4 separate regions of the Mus musculus genome follow, and all the other regions are linked to region 1. The links are chromatin contacts, called in public Hi-C and HiCAR-type maps. All regions are on one chromosome and are shown on one strand. The core of a region is the stretch at or near the end of the contact, and the rest is flanking DNA. Distances in the headings are between cores, read along the strand shown. Region 1 holds the start of Plpbp (pyridoxal phosphate binding protein). Region 2 holds the start of Ddhd2 (DDHD domain containing 2). Region 3 holds the start of Ash2l (ASH2 like histone lysine methyltransferase complex subunit). Region 4 holds the start of Plpp5 (phospholipid phosphatase 5).

What was found. A called contact is a pair of places that touch in the nucleus more often than the background predicts. HiCAR-type assays count read pairs that join an accessible place to other places.
Region 2: a contact with region 1 is called in a Hi-C map of B cells, with 11 read pairs. The contact joins the promoter of Ddhd2 here to the promoter of Plpbp in region 1. A contact is called at or near these places in 4 of 39 promoter capture datasets (the 3T3-L1 cell line, hippocampal neurons, liver and 1 more), 1 of 484 Hi-C or Micro-C datasets (B cells), 5 of 115 datasets of contacts at active chromatin or transcription factors (astrocytes, embryonic forebrain, embryonic stem cells and 2 more) and 2 of 9 other capture datasets (adipose tissue and liver).
Region 3: a contact with region 1 is called in a HiCAR-type map of astrocytes, with 6 times the contacts expected there. The contact joins the promoter of Ash2l here to the promoter of Plpbp in region 1. A contact is called at or near these places in 5 of 39 promoter capture datasets (embryonic stem cells, liver, pre-B cells and 1 more), 5 of 115 datasets of contacts at active chromatin or transcription factors (astrocytes, embryonic stem cells, large pre-B cells and 2 more) and 2 of 9 other capture datasets (macrophages and pancreatic islet).
Region 4: a HiCAR-type map of astrocytes shows a contact between it and region 1, with 3 times the contacts expected there. The contact joins the promoter of Plpp5 here to the promoter of Plpbp in region 1. A contact is called at or near these places in 11 of 39 promoter capture datasets (the 3T3-L1 cell line, the HPC-7 cell line, HPC-7-derived erythroid cells and 7 more) and 2 of 115 datasets of contacts at active chromatin or transcription factors (astrocytes and stem cell-derived neural progenitor cells).

Annotation. Positions count from the first base shown.
Region 1 is chr8:27,041,177-27,043,968 of GRCm38.p6, forward strand. Plpbp (pyridoxal phosphate binding protein) reads left to right here and starts at 1,379. Exons shown (of 8, transcript NM_054057.4): 1 at 1,379-1,537. The coding sequence starts at 1,439.
Region 2 is chr8:25,752,986-25,755,685 of GRCm38.p6, forward strand. Ddhd2 (DDHD domain containing 2) reads right to left here and starts at 1,295. Exons shown (of 18, transcript NM_028102.1): 1 at 1,201-1,295; 2 at 1-188. The coding sequence starts at 182. Gm17484 (predicted gene, 17484) reads left to right here and starts at 1,495. Exons shown (of 2, transcript NR_154462.1): 1 at 1,495-1,734.
Region 3 is chr8:25,839,302-25,842,204 of GRCm38.p6, forward strand. It overlaps Ash2l (ASH2 like histone lysine methyltransferase complex subunit), which reads right to left and starts at 1,486. Exons shown (of 16, transcript NM_011791.3): 1 at 1,281-1,486; 2 at 711-774; 3 at 442-587. The coding sequence starts at 1,456.
Region 4 is chr8:25,718,512-25,721,391 of GRCm38.p6, forward strand. Plpp5 (phospholipid phosphatase 5) reads left to right here and starts at 1,537. Exons shown (of 7, transcript NM_028000.1): 1 at 1,537-1,640; 2 at 1,756-1,864; 3 at 2,044-2,134; 4 at 2,663-2,726. The coding sequence starts at 1,579. Nsd3 (nuclear receptor binding SET domain protein 3) reads left to right here. Exons shown (of 23, transcript NM_001081269.2): 23 at 1-1,156.

The DNA.
Region 1 (2,792 bases), core at 129-2,628:
CTAACCTGTGGATATAAATATTCTGAAGACAGTTTGCTGCCATGTCCATTTAGCAAAACAGTAGTAGTAGGTTCTGTGTGTGTTTATGTATATGTGCAGATAGGTAGGTAGGTAGGTAGGTAGGTAGGTAGGTAGATAGATAGATAGATAGATAGATAGATAGATAGATAGATAGATAGAGGCCCCACCCTAAATCTGTAGTATTTATAGGTCTCATTTTTACATCTGTGTACATATGTATGTATACATCCTTGTGCATGCGCACATGCTCAGACACCCTGGCATTCATGTGGAGATCTGCAGGAGTCTGCTTTCTCCTTCCACCATATGACTTTGGACAGCAAGCGCCTCTGACCCCTGACCTGTCTTATCACCTTCAATTTTTTGAAGCAGAGCATCTCTTTGACTTCACGTCCATCCCAGCCTTCACGAACCCTTTAAACTTGACCCACTTATTCCTGACTAGTACTTCCCAACTGCAGCTCCACAGCCAGCTTCTCATTAGGCTCACTCTGTAACAGCCTTCTGGGCCCTTTCAGGTTTTGGGGTTTTTTTCACTGTGGTGACAGCAGTATATGAAGAGGCATTTACCTTCAATATCATTACTCCTAAAGTCTGGGAATGGAGAGAGAGCACTTACTGCTCTTATAGAGGTTCAGAACCCAGCACCCATCTATCCACTCATCAGTTCCAGAGAGTTCTATGCCCTCCTCTGACCTCTGTGGCAGTTCACAGACTTAACGTTCAGGGGAAACACCCACACAACAAAAATATAAATAAAAATATTTAAATTAAAAGGGGGCTGGAGAGATGGATCAGTAGTCAAGTGCACCTGTTGCTCTTGCAAAGGACCAGAATTCTGTCCCCAGCACACATGATGGCTCACAACCATCAGGTCGAGATCCAAAACTCTCCTGGCCATGGCACCACAGATACGACGGTGCATGCACATACATACATGAGGACAAAACAAATCAACGCACATAAAATAAATATTTTAAAAAAGAAATAATAGCTGGGCAGTGGTGGCACACGCCTTTAGACCCAGCACTTGGGATTTCAAGGCCACCCTGATCTAGAGAATGAGTTCCAGGACAGCCAGGACACAGAGAAGCCCTGTCTCGAAAGAAATTTAAAAATGGGAAGGAGAGGGGAGGGAAGGGAAAGGAAAAGAAGAAAGGAAAAAGGAAAGGAACGGAACGGATGAATGAAAGTTACTTTAATGTCTTGGTTTATACCGGCCCGCCCAGCCCTTGAACTCCCTAGGAGGCTTTCAGTCCGGGTAACCTCCGCCTTCCCCAAGATGGCGCCCGCCTGGGTGGCCAACCTCCGCTGGGGAAGTGGCTGGATGGTGAGCGGCGATTGGACCTCTCAGGAAGGGGGCGGGACCGGAAGGTGGGCTCGGTGAGTCGCGGGTCCTCCGGGCATCCTCTTGGGAATGTTGAGAGGTGGCAGCATGACGGCGGAGCTGGGAGTCGGGTTCGCGCTGCGGGCCGTGAACGAGCGAGTCCAGCAGAGTGTGGCGCGGCGGCCGCGGGTGAGGACCGGCGGAAGGGCACTGGGGAGGGCTGGAAGGGGGACACCTACGTGGGACGAGGTGTCACGGTGACGCAGAAGGGGCTCCCGGAGGGGCGGGGGCTGCAGAGGGGATCGCTGGGTTTCCATGGCGGTCGGTCTGGCCTTGAGGATCGGGACTTGCCGGGAGGTTGGCTTGGTTGGAGAAAGGTGTTCATTTAGGGCAAGTGACTCGTATCCAGGCGTCTCGCCATTCGTCATTGCCCTCGGTACCACCACGCCATTCGTCACCACGGTACTAGAGCCCTGGGAGGGCCGTGTCCACCCGCGATCACGTGCGTTGCGGCGGCCGCGAGCCGTGGTCTAGCTGCGCGTGAACTTGACACACACAGAGCGGGCGGGAGCTGTCAGGTGCCCTGTCACAAGCGTTTGTTATTTTCGTATGGTTGTTATGTCCCCCATTGGACTTCTAGACCGGTGCCAGTATCTGCTTTTCTCCATGCAAATTAAGCTACGTTATGTGAAGTGAGACAGAAAAAAAAAAAAAATCAAACACCTTTCCTTTCTGATCTAGTGTTCATGGTCTGAGATTTCAAAATGATGCCTGAAAACCGAAGGCTGAATTAACATAGTCTTCTCTTACCTGATGTCTGGGCATGTCCAGTTAACTACTCTAGCCCTAGCTAGGGTTCCTCACAGGGGAAGGAAATTAAGAGAGCCTTGGGAGTTCCTACCACCTTCCTGGTACCGGAGTTCTCGGGATTTCCCTAATGCAGCCCGCCTCGGGAGTTAGGCCTGCTTGACCGATTTGTCTCTGGAAGCCTCCAGTTAGTTCATCATCACACTAGGAATTAGACACAGTCAGTCCCTCAGAAGGAGGCAGCAGGAGACCGTGTGGTAATTGATGTGACGTCTCCAAGTCCTTGAGAGCACTGTGGTTCTGTGACAGTCTCAGAAACGGTGGGGTAGACGTAAGGAAAGCAGGGAAACCCTTCATTTTATGTAATGGATGTGAGGAGACTTTGCGTGAATCTAATCCTGAACACTGAGTTGTGGGTGTCTCGTTGTCAACTCTGCTGACTGTTGGTTGATTCATAGACTGAACAAGGCAGTGTATGTCTTTATCTCAATTGAGCCTCTTCCAGGGTGAGTGGAAGCGTTATTAATAATTACATCAGGACCAAAATGAGTTTCTAAACTATTTACCTTCGTGTATCAGAAGCCAGAAGTGACCTCCCTGCTAAACAGGATGTTGCCTTCCCTTCATGAAGGATGCT
Region 2 (2,700 bases), core at 45-2,544, 1.3 Mb before region 1:
GAGTTGAAAGGAATCCAGAGCTCCTTGGAATCTAGTACCTTACAATAAAACCAATGTGGAGAAACGGGTTCATAGGAACTACTGGCGTCCATGTCTATGAGTTCGAAGGAACTACAAGAGTTCGGGGATGGGGACGGATCTGACTGAGACAGCTGCTCCTGGTGTGATTCCCCCGATGACATTTCGCTCTAGAAGACAAAATAAAAAAAACTATCAGGAGAATTATTTTGCATCTATTAACACTGTAATGTTCATATGCTCAATAACCATTTTTGGAAGCTGTTCTTGAAAACAGCAATATTTAAAAGCTACATAATTTTTATACACACACAATTATTTGGGGAGAGAAACAAAATGTTCAGCTCCATCATTCTATACTGAGCTTCCAATTCTCCTTAGAAAACTAAAAAATGTCTAATCATACAACAAGCTCTTTAGAAAACCCAGAAATGTCAAGAAACACACGGTCAAAACTGATTGCAACAGGGTGTTTTACCACAATTTTCACAATAAAAGTAGCAGCACCAGCGAAGGCTGGAAATTTCCTACCTCCAGGTGTGCACACTACAAACCATTTAGTGTGTCAGACAGTAATAACAGGTAGGTTTAAGGCCCCAGGCTCTATTGTACATTTCTAATTACACACACATTTACATAACTATTGGAATCTTACTATACAGAAAACAGAACTAATCGCTTAAGAACCATTTTGGCTGATCCTCCCAGTGTGCTTCAATACGGGCTCTGGTACATTTAACGCCCAAACAGAAACTTTGCCTGCAGGCTATAGCTGCGCATCGACCCACCGAGACGCAGAGCCAGAGTTTCGGATGAAAAGTGACAAATGACCTCAACTGCCCCCGGGGCGATGGATGTCGGGCGAGTTCCCACCGACCCCAGCACTAAAGCACCCGGCGGACTAGCGCTGCAGACATAGAAGCAGAACCCAAAAGCCCAGGACGGGAGATGGACGAGCGGCATCGCTGCACCGGGCACGGTCGGACCGCACAGCTCAGGAACCAACACTCCCCGGGCCTCCCCGTTATCCTCCCGAGACCTCGGCCTGCTCCCGCCGCCAGCTCGGGGCTCCGAGTTCGGGATCTAGGAGAGCAGCCGAGCCGTCCACGGATGCCCCGGGATACCGTGCACACTGGAGCCTCTCCACCCCCGGCTCGCCCCGGCCCAGGCTCCCGCGCGGACCTGGACTCGCTCGTCCACACCGCCGCTCGCGCTCTCAGCCCTCGCGGAGGGAGCCCGGGCCACATCGCCGCTGCAGCCTACCTCCCAAGCCGGGCGGGGCGGACGGGCGGAGCCTGCGGCCGCGCCCCAATCCCCACACCGCGGGCTCCTCAGCGCTCCAGCGGAGGAGAGCAGTGCGCCCGCGGAGGCTGCGCTCCCGGTGAGAGCCGGAGGCGCAGAAAGATCCTCCGAAGTGTCGCGAGATGTGCGGTGAGGACTGGGGGACTCGCGCGAGACCTGGCTCCTCCTGCGGGCAGACGTCGGGCGCCGGGCACGCGCCGGGCACGCGCTAGGGGCGTGGGGGACACGCACGGGAGGCCTTGCCTGCGCTGAGGCTTTGAAGGAGGAAAATCGGACCTTCTGACCCCTCATGGGTCCCGGCAACCCCGGTGGGCAGGACTGGGGTGACTGAAGGCTCTGTCTGTCTGTCTGTCCTCCATTCCCTCCCTCTATTTGGATTGAGAGGCTGTCAAAGTTATCCCTAAAGCCTAAGAGGTGAGTCTGACAGAATACGGATGCTGTAAGAGGCAGCAAATGAGGTTTTTGTTTGTTGGCTTTTTTGTTTTTTGTTTTTGACCTAGTTGATGTAGGGTGATGGCGGTGGCTATTCACGTAAGCCCAGCGCTCTGGAGACTGGCAGGGCTAGAGATGCGGATTGTCGCTGGAGCGCCTGACTAGCAGGTGCCACGGGAAGGAAAGACAAGAGGCTTTGCTGGTTTCTAACTTGATTATAAGACAAGGCTTCGAGATTTTTTTTTTCCCCCAGAAACTGAGAAGGAACAAAACGTGGACTTTTTTTTTTTTTAAAAAAACCACATAGTCTCTGCAAGTCAACACCTACACACCAATATCTGCACGTTAATGTAACACCATTTTTTGTGTGATTTTTTTTGTTGTTGTTTTGTGATGGCCTTGCTATGAAGCCCCATATTGGTCTCCGACCTTTAAAAATTACTACATTTATATATTTGTCTGTGTGTGTGTGTTAGGGTTTCTGTTCCTGCACAAACATCATGACGAAAAAGCAAGTTGGGGAGGAAAGGGTTTATTCAGCTTACATTTCCACATTGCTGTTCATCACCAAAGGAAGTCAGGACTGGAACCCAAGCAGGTCAGGAAGCAGGAGCTGATGCAGAGGCCATGGTGGGATGTTCTTTACTGGCTTGCCTCACCTGGCTTGCTCAGCCTGCTCTCTTATAGAACCCAAGACTACCCGCCAGGGATGGTCCCACCCACAAGGGGCCTTTCCCCCTTGATCACTAATTGAGAAAATGCCTTACAGCTGGATCTCACTGAGGCATTTCCTCAAGGGAGGCTACTCTCTCTGTGACAACTCCAGCCTATGTCAAGTTGACACACAAAACCAGCCAATGCAGTGTGTGTGTGTGTGTCATGTATGTGCTGCTTCATGTGTAGAATTCAGAGAATAACTTTCAGGTATCAGCTCTCCTTTCACTGTAG
Region 3 (2,903 bases), core at 236-2,735, 1.2 Mb before region 1:
CTTCCAAAGGTCCTGAGTTCAAATCCCAACCACATGGTGGCTCACAACCACTCCTAACAAAAATCTGACACCCTCTTCTGGTGTGTCTGAAGACAGCTACAGTGTACACATATAATAAATCTTTGGGCTGTTGTGAGCAGAGTTGGAGCAAGCAGGGCTAGAGCGGGCAGAGGTCCTGAGTTCAATTTCCAGAAACCACATGATGGCTCACAACCATTTGTATAGCTACAGTGTACTCATATACATAAAATAAATAAATTAATTAAAAAAAAAGAAATATGATTACATAATTTCCCCTTCCACCCCAGAACTGGGGTTCCTTGAGCTGCCATGTGAATACTGGGAATCAAGCCCAAACCCCTGAAAGGGTAACTAGTGATCTAAAATGCTAAGCCATCTCTCCAGGATCATGCTGTCTAGAAGGCCATGAAATGTACTCACGACGTGTCTATTCCAAAGGTGTCAGCGGTGAACCATTTTGTACATATCCCACACTGCAACTCCACTTCTCCCAACTGCCGCCCATTCTCCTCATCCACAGAGCCCGCCTGGGTATCCATCACTTCTGAAGTGTCTCCGGTACCTTCCTGGAGCCACAGGGCAATAAGAGAATCAAATGGCCTGACTACTTTTTAAAAAAAAAAAAATAGATTAAACATTTTAAAACCAAATCTAGTTCGCCTTCCAAAGGCCTCAGAGGAAATACTTACCAAAGTATCTTTTCCATTAGAAGATTCTGTCTCCAGACCACTTACATCAACCAAGTTTGCATCCCTATAATGAAAAGACAAACATCAAAATGGCCTTTCCTAAACAGAAAAACACAATGGTCCAAATACGGAGGGTATATCTTTTTCATGTCCTGAACGGGATGCCCACGAGAGAACAATCCTGAGTATTAGGAGGGAGGTTGTCAAGCAAGACAAATGTGTTCGCGGCCCAGGGATTCCTAGTGCACTGGGCTAACGACGGGAGGCTGCCGTCCTCAGTGCTTTCAGGACCAAGCATTGCAAGAGGGATCAGCGAGGTCTTCCGGGGCGCTAGAGGGGGAAACGCTCTTGGCTCACACTGGTGCTGATGGGAGCCGAGGAGCCGAGGAGCGGCTTGGAGTCCACAAGCAAGCAGCCAGCGGGGTTGCGGAGGGTACCGGGTGGGCGGGCGGGCCGAGCCGTTGGCTGCGGGACCTGGATCCGGAGGGCGACACCGGGCGGCGCGAGCCGCGGGCTTCCACGAGGGGCGGGCCCTCGCGCGTCCCCGGGGCTGCGAGTGGATTGCCTTACCCACTTTCGGCCTCTCCGGAGCTGGGCTCCGCTCCCGGGGCGGCTGACGGCCCCTCGCCAGCCCCCGCGGCCACCGGCTCTGTCTCTCGGTCCTCCGCCGTTGTGGCACTTGCAGCGGCTCCGGGACCAGGGCCGGCGCTGACTCCCGGACCAGGACCCGCTCCAGCCGCCGCCATCGCTGCTCCTTCCCAAGCTCTCGCGAGAATATATCTATGCGGCGAGTTGCCGCCACGCACGGCGCTCTTAAAGTGGGAAAGACCTTTTGTTGGGGGGCCCGCCACTTACTTGGGAAGGACGCACTTTGAGTCCGCCGCTTTAAGGCCAGAAAAAAAAAAAAAAAGAAAGGAAGAAAGAAAAAGGCAGGGCGCAACTCGGATTGCCCAGGTTTGAAGGGAGCCACTTAGGAGGTCTGTCCTTTGCTTTCCTCTTGGGACTTGAATTATTCAAAACGCCTGCTCATAGTCGTGGCTAAGAGTGGAAATCACGGCACATATGAGGATGTGAGAGACTCCCCTTTACACTGTGCGGAGCAGGCGATCATACTAAAACCCTAAAACGTAGGAAACTTCCAAACAACAACAAAGGAGCACTCTGGCTCACACCTGCCGGGAGCGTCTGTAACTGCGTAGCTGGCCGCCAGAAGCCCCGTTTCCAGGCGGCTTTTGGAGAGACTAGAGGTCTGATTCCAGAGAGCCCGAGGTAGTTGTGGGTGGAAAAGACGTTAGGAAAAGAAACATCTGGCCAGAGGAGGCTAGAAGTGCTGTGCGCTCGAGGAACACGAATTGCTAGTTCACGGAGGGAAGTAGAGCTCCAGGCGAGAGTGCTAGCAGAGGACAGAATTCAGCAAGGTTTGGGCCTTAGCGAGAAGGGCAGAAACGAGTAAGAAAGGGATGTCTGCTGGTAGCTAAACCCCTGGACTGAGTGCAAGCATATGGGTGGGCTCTAAACCCTAGCAAAATAGAAACTGCCGCCTCACCCCCATCCTCCGCGTGTGTGTGCGCTTTACGGATGTGTGCGCATGTATGTGGCATAGTGCACTGGACAGGTGAGAGGACAATATGGTGAGAAGAGCTTTCTTTCCCTCCACTATGTGAGTTCTAGGAATCTAGCTCAGGCTTGGCAAGCAAGTGCCGCCTTTGCCCACTGGGCCATCTCACGGACCATAAATTTGCTGTTTTAAAACAAACACACTTAGGGATTAGAGATCATTGATACTTTGCAGTTGTTAGGAGAAAGTGCCGCCATGACCAAAAATATCTTAAGCAAGGGGAGGGGGGATCTTGGTTGAGGGGGGTTCAAAGAGATAAGAATCCATGATGGTGGGGAGATAAGGCAGCAAGGATCTGAAATGGTGACTATCAGACAAGGCTGAGAGCTCGAATTCTCTATCAGAATCACCAAGCAGACAGGGAGAACTTCAAGGAAGCGGCTTCACTTTTTTCGTGTAAGCTTGCCCCCAGTGACTTACCTCCACCAGCAAACGTTCACCTCCCAAGCCTCCCTAGACATCATAACAACTGTTGTGTGAATGGGGACCGATCCTCCCCCCCCCATGCCCCACCTTACCCTCTCAAATGCATGACTTTTTAGAGATTTCCCCCTTCCATGTTAATATGTCTATTA
Region 4 (2,880 bases), core at 287-2,786, 1.3 Mb before region 1:
CAGGAGGATCTCCGAGAGTTCAAGGCCTACCTAACGCTTCCCAGCCAGCCAGGACTATGTAGAGAGACCCTGTCTCAAAAAGGGGGGGAAAATCAATTGTTTGGCTTTTGTCAATCCATTGCAAAAGTGGCAGATGTGAGCGCTTGTATTTGTGTATGGGGGAGGGGGGAGAAAAGTATTGTTTGTCCTTCAGTAGGCTCTGAAAGTCATTGACTTGTAAGTTCAAGGGAAAATAGAAGTTGCCAAAGTCAGTATTCGGTCCTTGGTTTTCTTGTGACTTCACTGCGTCCGTTAAGGGACGAGAAGCCTTCCTTACCTGCTGACTGAGCCTTGCTCTGTGCAGATGGCTTTCAAGTATCTGCCATTTTGCCTCAACAGGGAATTCTTGTCAGTTAAAGGGAATGAGGGAATTACACTTTTGTTATCAATTAACATCTCATTTTTTGTACCCTATGGTAAGTAACTGTATTGCCGCTAATAACCAAGTTGCTAACTGATTACAGCTGGCTAAAAAGTTCTTTTTATATACAAAGATTTGTGTATTTTCAACTGCTATGGCAAATTCATTTGTGTCCATTTAAATATTACACAATAAACACATATCTGCAGATCCCACCCTCACCTTGTGTTCTTTGAATAAAGTTCTTGATAGATTGTTTACATCTGTATTTACCTGTAATGAACGCTGTAGACCTGTGAAATATCAAAGTGTCAACATCCATTAGTCAGTCTCTTTAGTTTCTGTGACTTGGCGCTCCTAACACTAAGGGGTTAGTGTTAATGTTCCCCAGGGGTATTCTACTAGGGCATTACTGTTTAATGACTTCAAAATATAGTTTAAGGATTTTGTTTATTGACCAATGTCTTATTGCAAAGTATGAGCCTACCATCTTAGTTAACCTGTACATATCTGTTAACTAGTGTAGTGTATGTGAGATTGCCTGTAACATTTGAGCTTCTTACTGATGTGTGCTGGTGGGACAGGTTTTGTACATTGTATTTACTGGAATCCTGCCTTTTTAACTTACAGATACTTTAGAATTCAAATATGTTTTCTGCTTCTGTAAGAATGTGGGAAAGCTTTTAATGGCATTCCATTGATTTCAGGTCTTGCTTGAGGTTGACTTTAATAAATTGTCCTGTATGGTCTACTTAAGAATATGGGCTGGTTCTTTACCTGTAATTTCATGGTACAGTTTACTGGGAAATGAGACACAAAAATACAACCACTCACCCTCAGCCCAGTTTTTTCCCTTCGAAATGCTCCAAAGACATAGTTTCTTTAAAGTGGGCTTTCTGGTTTGCTTTTGTAGAGGAAGCATCTCTGGAGAATGACGTTCCTTTTCTTGTCCTATAAGCTGATCTGGGTGGTTGGTGAAGGACACATTGCTTTGAGACCCAAAGGTGATCTGTTAGGTGGTACTCATAACACAGCAAATGAGCTCTGAATTTCCTGTAGCCCGGAGGCCCCGCTGGTAGTCAGTCCCCGCGGAGTTCGCTAGGTGGCGCTGGACACCGGGCGGGCGGAACCACGGCGCGCCGGGGCCACGTCAGCGTCTGATCCGCACGTATGGCGGGATGGGGACGGCGGCCCTGGGAGCCGAGCTGGGCGTGCGGGTCCTGCTCTTTGTGGCTTTCCTGTAAGGATCTGTCAACGCTCCCAGGCGTCCCTGGGCGCTCGCACTTCCTAAGCGGCTCGGGGCGGCAGGTTCTTCCGCCGAGGTAGCCTGTCAATCTTCCCCGTTTCCTCCCCAGGGTGACCGAGCTGCTCCCTCCCTTCCAGCGGCGGATCCAGCCCGAGGAGCTGTGGCTCTACAGGAACCCGTACGTGGAGGCGGAATACTTCCCCACCGGCCGCATGTTTGTGCGTGAGCTGCCCTCCCGCCCTCCTCCGCTGGCAGGGACTCCTCCCCTGCCTTGAGTTCCAGGGCTAGGGCGAGGCGTCTGGTGGGCAATCTGAGCCCCGATCTTGGTTAGTGCGCGGCAGCTGGTGCTTTAGGCCAGGAGGGACTTGGTTTTACCGACCCTGTGTTTTACCTTCAGGTCATTGCCTTTCTCACTCCACTGTCCCTGATCTTCCTCGCCAAGTTTCTAAGGAAAGCTGACGCTACCGACAGCAAGCAAGCCTGCCTCGGTAAGTCGCCCTTGTTCCAGTTGTTCCTGTCTTAGTGTTGGCAAGTAGCTATGGGGTTCAGCTACTCTGTACCCCTAAAGTATGTCTTTTTACCCCATGAGACCAAAAAGCAGTACTGATGAGAATGTGCTTAATAACACAGGCGCCACACAGGTGTTCCTTTTTGTTTGTTTGTTTTTTCGAGACAGGGTTTCTCTGTGTAGCCCTGTCTGTCCTGGAACTCACTTTGTAGACCAGGCTGGCCTTGAACTCAGAAATCCACCTGCCTCTGCCTCCCAAGTGCTGGGATTAAAGGCGTGTGCCACCACGCCCGGCCAGGTGTTCCTTATTAACACAGACACCACACAGGTGTTCCCTATTAACACAGGTGCCACATAGGTGTTCCTCAGTGCTCCACTTCTCTGCCCCTAGGCCGTTTGGGTTTTTATTCTGGTTGGGTTCTATCTCAAAGCAATGAAGGCTCTACTCATGAGGTGGTGGCTTACTCTTCTCCAAGCAGATGGCACTAACGGCTTCTTTGCTTTCCAGCTGCCAGCCTTGCCCTAGCTCTGAATGGTGTCTTTACCAACATAATCAAACTGATAGTGGGCAGGTAAGTGAGAAGCCTTGGCACTCAAACCTCCCTGAGCGCCCCCCACACACACACCACCACATTCTCAAGCAGTGTTTACCCGGATTCTCAGACTAGTCTCTCCTTTCTCACCAGAACTCCCTCTCCCTGCCCTCTGCCTGTTCCAAGTGTACCA